Linked DNA regions of Danio rerio: region 2 is linked to region 1. Evidence: chromatin contacts called from public Micro-C data. All regions are on one chromosome and are shown on one strand. The core of a region is the stretch at or near the end of the contact, and the rest is flanking DNA. Distances in the headings are between cores, read along the strand shown. Region 1 holds the start of klhdc8b (kelch domain containing 8B). Region 2 holds the start of oard1 (O-acyl-ADP-ribose deacylase 1).

Evidence for each region. A called contact is a pair of places that touch in the nucleus more often than the background predicts.
Region 2: a Micro-C map of caudal fin shows a contact between it and region 1, with 9 times the contacts expected there. The contact joins the promoter of oard1 here to the promoter of klhdc8b in region 1. A contact is called at or near these places in 3 of 18 Hi-C or Micro-C datasets (caudal fin, embryo and an unstated tissue) and 1 of 4 datasets of contacts at active chromatin or transcription factors (caudal fin).

The regions. Positions count from the first base shown.
Region 1 is chr23:22,363,457-22,367,038 of GRCz12tu, reverse strand. klhdc8b (kelch domain containing 8B) reads left to right here and starts at 1,867. Exons shown (of 6, transcript XM_073938798.1): 1 at 1,867-1,984.
Region 2 is chr23:22,127,567-22,131,148 of GRCz12tu, reverse strand. It overlaps oard1 (O-acyl-ADP-ribose deacylase 1), which reads left to right and starts at 1,826. Exons shown (of 6, transcript NM_001020755.1): 1 at 1,826-1,880; 2 at 2,285-2,356; 3 at 2,823-2,991; 4 at 3,083-3,141. The coding sequence starts at 2,333. It overlaps guca1b (guanylate cyclase activator 1B), which reads left to right. Exons shown (of 4, transcript NM_131871.1): 4 at 1-156.

The sequences.
Region 1 (3,582 bases), core at 618-3,117:
TAAATGAGGTGCTGTTGCATAATTAGCCCACATTTAAAGTGTAGTACAACTTGCTTTTAGGCCACGGCACAGCTAAGAGTACTGTGTTCTTGCCTAATGGCTCGAAAATAATGGGAAGGTTTAGATTATCGCTCCATTTCCAAGGATACGGACCCATGACTGATTTATCTGCTTTGCTCTTAATTAAGTCATGCTTCACATGTTATATTTATATGGCTGATTATTTGTTTAAAAATGGTCTGGTAATTTATTTCTTTTTTGGGAAATTTAGATTAAGCTTTAATATACATTTGTTATTATTTGTTAGCATAATTTTATACCTATTTAAGTCATTTCAGTAACTGTCTCATAATCTTTAAAATTTGAAATAAGATTATTTTCATTTAAATCATTTATTTGCAGAAAGTGATCATGTGTTAATTGTTCAGATCTGAACTATAGGTGGAAACGTAGGCTATTCTTTTTTAAATCTATACGTAAATGTGTGTAAATGTAAATATACTTTATGTATTTTTATCCATAATATGTTTTTACGTCAGAAGAGAAAATAAACATATATTTGATGGAATCATCCTGATTTTCTTTATTACAACAAATTGAAAAATAACAATGTGTTTGAAAATTAGAATAAAAACGGTGGCACCATGCTAGTCAGCTAACCTTTAAAATCAAAATGTCAATGATAAAACATTATTTGCATATATGTTATAAAGGTTATGCTTTTTTTTAGCTAATTAAAAAAATTGTGTAAAAAAATTTTTTTTACACAAATTTGTTTTACATAACACCCTAGATCAGAGATGCCCAAGGGCCCGCGGGCCAAAGTTGGCCCATGGTAACCTTTGATTGGGCTCGCCATCCCATCTGAGAAGAGGTGGAGAATGATGGGGATGGTTTAGAGATTGACATTTCAAATTTAAATTAATCTTTTATTTGTTCGTTGTATTGTAAAGCTACAAAAAAGCTAAGTGAAGTTAAATGTTTTAATTCAAATGTTGCCATTTAATCAGATTTTTAAAATGTAGATACTGTCACTAAAGGCAGATTCTGCTTGTGTATTCAGCATTGAACTCCACTGTGTTATAAATGTGATTGTTTTTGTATTTAATTGCAATAAATTATCATTTAAACAGTTATACTGCATTACATACTGTCATGTTCCACCAAGTCATGTTTTCTATTTATTTAAAAATTTTATTAAATAAATTAGGAAATGACATATGTCTCTCGATGATATTTGTTTTTTGGTCCTATGAGAAAAAGTTTGGGCACCCCTTCCCTACTGTTGCTGAAATGCGACAATATTACTTAATACCAAAAGGGGGCAGTAGTGTTTCAAAATGCCAGCTTGCGTCGATGCACTTCATTAGTGAGGTTTTGTCACTCACCGTTTCCCATAACCCGTGTCATTTCTTCTAATAGTCGGAGCAGGAGAGGCACTGGAGGATTCAGGGAAGATCGCAACTTCATTTCTGCATTTCATTTCACGCATTTTAATGTTTTTTTTTTATGTGAGAACAAGCGATTTCCACTGACATTGCGACAATAAGAGTAGCGCGCAATTAAAGCACGATTAAATTCGTATTGTTTAACAGATCAACAAATAAGACGTCAATAAATATGTTTTAGTAGCATGCAAGTCTAAGACACTGCAAAGACTTCATCCCATGAACTCCATACGCCCTAAATCTGTGCTTTGATTTTTCAATTGTTCACTTTGTAGTTCTAGTCAAAGTAACAGGGTTTTAGGGAGAAAAAAAAACAAAACCTCCAGCATGCAGACAGCGCGTGTGAGCGTTCAGGGGAGGGCGAAATGAGTGATGCTGCTGAGCCAATGGAGATACTCGCGCGAGGAGAGGAGCATCTGTCCGAAACCTAAACTAACCGCTGGCACAATAACGCGACTGAGGAGCGCGTCGAGCTCATCTTCTGACTGAACTTTCAAGACTTTGGGAGATTCGCAGGTGCTGGACGACAAAATAAGGTAATAATTAGCACGAGAAGCTTATTATGGAAAGTTTTATCGTGCTATTTTGCACAGACTCGAAGCGCATGGTTTGGTGACAGACTGCAGTTTGTGCATGTGTTGGAGAACAGCCACTGTATCACTATCTTTGTTTCAATACTAGCAAATAAGGATTAAATGGCATTAATTAACATTATATATTTTTTATTGCATATTTTCACGTCGTTTGGAAAACACGCCATAATATTTGACTGGTATTTTAAGCTTTTAACTATGTTTTTGTATCTATATTTTAATCTGAATATTTTCGTTGATGTATGCTTGTATGTACTGGCTGTATATACACATTCAAGTTTACGACTGGTTGGAAGGTGGTCTTGCGCTCCATGCAGCGTGTCTTCAGTGTTCACGGCTTTTGGAGAGGCTGTTCCGCATTAGATCAGCTCTGCACAACCCTCAGCTGATAACATGCTCAAGTGCTTCAAAGGCTCTCAGGGTTTTCGCTAAGAGACCGGCCAATTCTTATTATGGAGAATTGTTGTTTAGTGTGAGGCAGCCAACTTTATTATTCGCTTGATTAAACAAATCCAATAACAACAAGTGCTTATAGTCACAGAACACAGTACTGCAGTGATCTCGCTTAATTTAATCACCTGTTGCATGGCTGTTCTCTTTCATTATCAATGTGAGATTAATGCTTCAGCAGAAGCACTTTACAAGCTCAGGGTAAAACTAGCAGTTGTGCTCTTAATCTGTTTAAGCTTATATTTTGTGTAACTTGTCTGGTCGTCCACAGCCTTGAGCATGTTGTTTTTGTTGTTTTGAGATTAATGTTTCATTTTTAAGCAGATACTTTGAATAATATTGACATAAATAATATTGAAAAATATGTAATTATTTACTTCGATCATATATAACCTGCCTCTATTACAAACAGGTCGATTGCAAACAGGTGTCCTGACATTTTATACCACCCATTAGATTTTAATACCAGCACTGTATTTGAATGGTTCTGAGGTTGGGGTTAGGAATTAGGTAGGTTAGGGTGGCGATATTACAGTTTCATATCACACTACTGCACATTAAAACTTACACTGGTAGCTAAAACTGATGAGTAGCATATTGCATCGTCAAAATGTGCTACCTACTTTTTGAATGGGAGGTAGGACAATCTGACAAGATAGGGCGAATCGGCAGAACACTGGAACCAATTTGTTTCTTCTGTGGAACATGAAATAATTAATTTTGTAAAATAAAGTGGGCTTCAGTGGTCACAAGGTATATGGGCCTGTATAAGATTCTGACGGTATGATTACAGTACCTTGGATAAAAATATCACAGTTTCACCATATTGTGATTACTGCTCAGAAATATATTCTTTCTAAATGTTTGTGTAAAAGCAAAAAAATTCCCTTTTGAACACAATATGTTTTATTTTGAGAAACATTTCAAATATTTTAAAAGAGTAACATGCCAGGCTAAATAATGAAAATTAATAATTGACTTCTGCTGCCTTCATTTATTTAGATTTGTTTTTACAATTTAAAACAGCATCTTTGGAGATCTTTGCTGCTCGAAAAAAGCAACAAAAAAGTAGATAAAAAATCGTAAACATA
Region 2 (3,582 bases), core at 577-3,076, 240 kb after region 1:
TTACTGTATATGGCATATTACTCAATTCATACAAAACAGCCAGTTTCAAATGGGCATATCTTTGTAAATATATGAATATTGTAAAGAGCTAAGTTTTTTGAAGGTCCTAATTGTAAAGGCACAGAATCTGTAAATGTCTCAAAAATAAAACTCACCAATTGTATATTAAATGTTTTGTTTATGTAATTCTTTGTTTTCTAATTTCTCATAAACTCAGGCTAGTAATTAAAACTATTTAGTTAAATTTTTATAGTCATTTGTTTTATAAAAGTAATTGGTATTTAGTAAATAGTACAACAGATTTTTGTGTTCACATCGATTCACATCGGTTTTTTCAATGGCTCAAACTTGACTCAAACCTTTAAGAGATTGTAATATTGGCTTGATTTGTGTTTATTAGTAAAGTCAACATTAGCTATTCTGATTTATAACTGAAATAACTCTTCATTCAATGTTTTTAAAGTATATTTTTGCAGATTTAAAATTATGTTTTCTATATAAGGCCAAGCATGAATAAGTTTAGAAGAGTTTTGCTCTTCCTACAGTTTATTAATTGAAACAGATTAGCATTTTTTAGGTATAGTAGTAATTATTTCAAAAAATCTCCTTAAAATAAATTACAACTTATTTTGCAGACTAAAACTATGTTATGCATACATGACTGTGTTAAACATGTTTTAATAATTAATAAGCTATTTAAGCTATACTTTCCCTGCTGATAACTTTGACCTAGGATATCATTCATTCATTCATTCATTCATTTTCTTTTTGGCTTAGTCCCTTTATTAATCCAGGGTCGCCACAGTGGAATTAACCACCAACTTATCCAGCACATGTTGCAGTGGATGCCCTTTCAGCTGCAACCCATCACTGGGAAACACTCACACACCTTCATTCACACACATACACAAGAGACAATTTTAGCATACCCAATTCACCTGAACCGCATGTCTTTGGACTGTGGGAGAAACTGGAGCACCCCACATGAACGCGGGGAGAACATGCAAACTCCACACAGAAATGCCAACTGACCCAGTTGAGGCTCGAACCAGCGCCTTTTTGCTGTGAGGCCACAGCACTACCTACTGCGCCACCAATTTAAAATGTCTGTTGTTAAAAAAAATTAAATAAATTGTAATCACACACATTATTTAATATTTAGCTTTCTATATTAAAATATACATTATGCGCTCAGACTCACGTCACTCTGCATTTAATAATAGGCCTAACTATTACTTAAACTGTTGGCTTATAAATATATGCATTAATTAATAATTTATACAAATACTATTATTTAATACAGATGTTTATTAGTAGTACACTCAAAAAAATTATGTTTGCTGTTTGTTCAAACTACTTAATTAAAATGGGCTGAAACAACACAATTCTTGAATTTTGGAGGAGACAACTTAATGGTTTTATGTTCAATCTACTTAAATTTGTAAAAACTATTAACAAATCTATTGTGTGGAACCCAGCATTTTTTACAGTCTTTCAAGTTAATTCTTCCAGTAAGCTATTAGCATTGTGCAGTTGCAGACTATCCATTGAATCCTGCTTGTGCCTCATTTAAAAGAATAAACAAACAAGTACGTCACAGATTGTTTTCTGCCATTTCAAATCAATAATCGACGCAAGCTTTATTTGTCGTGAACTTTCATTAGCTTTTAATCAATGCTCTTCCTTGGATCTATAAACAAGGCGCTCCCTCACGCCAGATGGCGCTCAAAGCTCTCAAAACAACCCAATTTAAACCTCCAATTCGAAAGTGAAGCGAATGCGCGTTTTCCTGTGTTTTTCTACGGACACTTTATTTGCAGAAATTGATTTACGTGAATGTTTAAAGGAACGCAAAACCAAACATTCATCGCCATTGTTTGGTAAGTTAAACCTTCAGCTCTAGTCAGCACACAATGCGTCTGTCGGTGGACATGTAACGTTAAATAAACCTGTTTTGTTTCCTCAGAACGTGTTATTACTTAGTTTTTGATTTAAATATGATTATAGTAGACTATAAATTAAAAAAAAAGTTATTTGATACATTTAAAAGTGTTTAAATGAAAGATACGACTAAACCTTGACGGCATATTTAAACAGGTTTGACCGGTTTGTTTTAAATCCTGTTCTTTAGAACCAGCATTGCACAGTTGGCATATTGAGTGTCTATGCGTGTATATTGATGATATTATAAACGTGGCTTACAGTCCCTGATTTTGTCCTGAGCAATAACACTCAATGTGTTCAGTAGATTTTTGTATTCTATATAATAAATGTGTCTGTGCAGAAAATCATACCAACAGTCGAGTCCCTTCTTAAATCTCAGAGGAATCTAATGGACAAGTTCGTATCAAGGAAGGTAAGACAGATCATAAAAAGGCTACCTATTCAAGAGCATTTTAAAGAAATAGTTCTGTTCTGTCTGAAATTTCTGTTGTTATTTACACACGCATTACTTGTTACAAACCTTTCTTTCTTCTGGTAAACACTAAACAATATATTTTGAAAAAAGATGGAAACCTGTAACAAGTATTTGTTTTTCCTATTATGAGAGTATATGTTGACAGATTTCCAGCTTATTTCAAGATATATTATTGTGTATTTTGTGTTCAACAGAAGAAAAAAAACTCCTTAACATCTAGAGCCACTTGAGGGTGAATAATCAGTTAGTAAATTTCATTTTGGGTGAACTATCTCTTTAATTGTGATCCTCAGACAGAATAAATCTATTTTGATATAGGAAAGATTGATTTCAGAAGCATTACCCTGGTTATTGATTAGTTTTGTTGTGAGCAGTTTTGTGTTGTTACTTATTTCTTTGGCAGGCCTCGTTCAGCTCAGGCTGGCAACTGCTCCACAGGAGAGGTGATCTGTTCACCTGTCCACCCACCGATGCCCTGGCGCACTGCATCAGTGAGGACTGCCGGATGGGAGCCGGGATCGCTGTACTCTTCAAGAAGCACTTTAAGGGAGTTGAAGAGCTCAAGGCACAGAGTGAGTGTGGATTGCAGTTACTGAGAAGTGTAAAACTCAAATTACACCAATCTGATTGTTAGTTGTGTTTGTCATCTTCTGTTTTGTGCAGAGAGGCAACCTGGGCAGTGTGCTGTTCTTGAACGATCTGGTCGTTTTGTGTACTACCTGGTAAGATGGTTTGTTGAGTTTTTTCGTCTTTAATTTACAGCCTCTGTGTTTTATTGCATTGATTATAAGTGACAAATGTTCAATCAAAATGAACAAAAATGCCTTACAAATCCACAATTAGATTAAAAATATTAAGGATGTTCTATTTGTTGGACAAAGCATATAAATACAGTAACCAATCAGAGGCATTTAGATTAGTCACCTCTGAAAAGGCCAAAGTTTTATATGCATTCTATTAGACAAAAAATGTTTCATATGCATTTTGTTATTTATCTTTAATTTTGAAGCTCTTTTGATTATAACACATTAGCATAACATACACAACCTGACAGAAGTCTTGTCATTGCTCCCAGTTGTAAAAGCAACAAATAAGAACTTCTAGTTGATCATTTGGAAAAGTGGAAGAAGGTAGATTTTTTACAATGAATTATCTGTTGAACT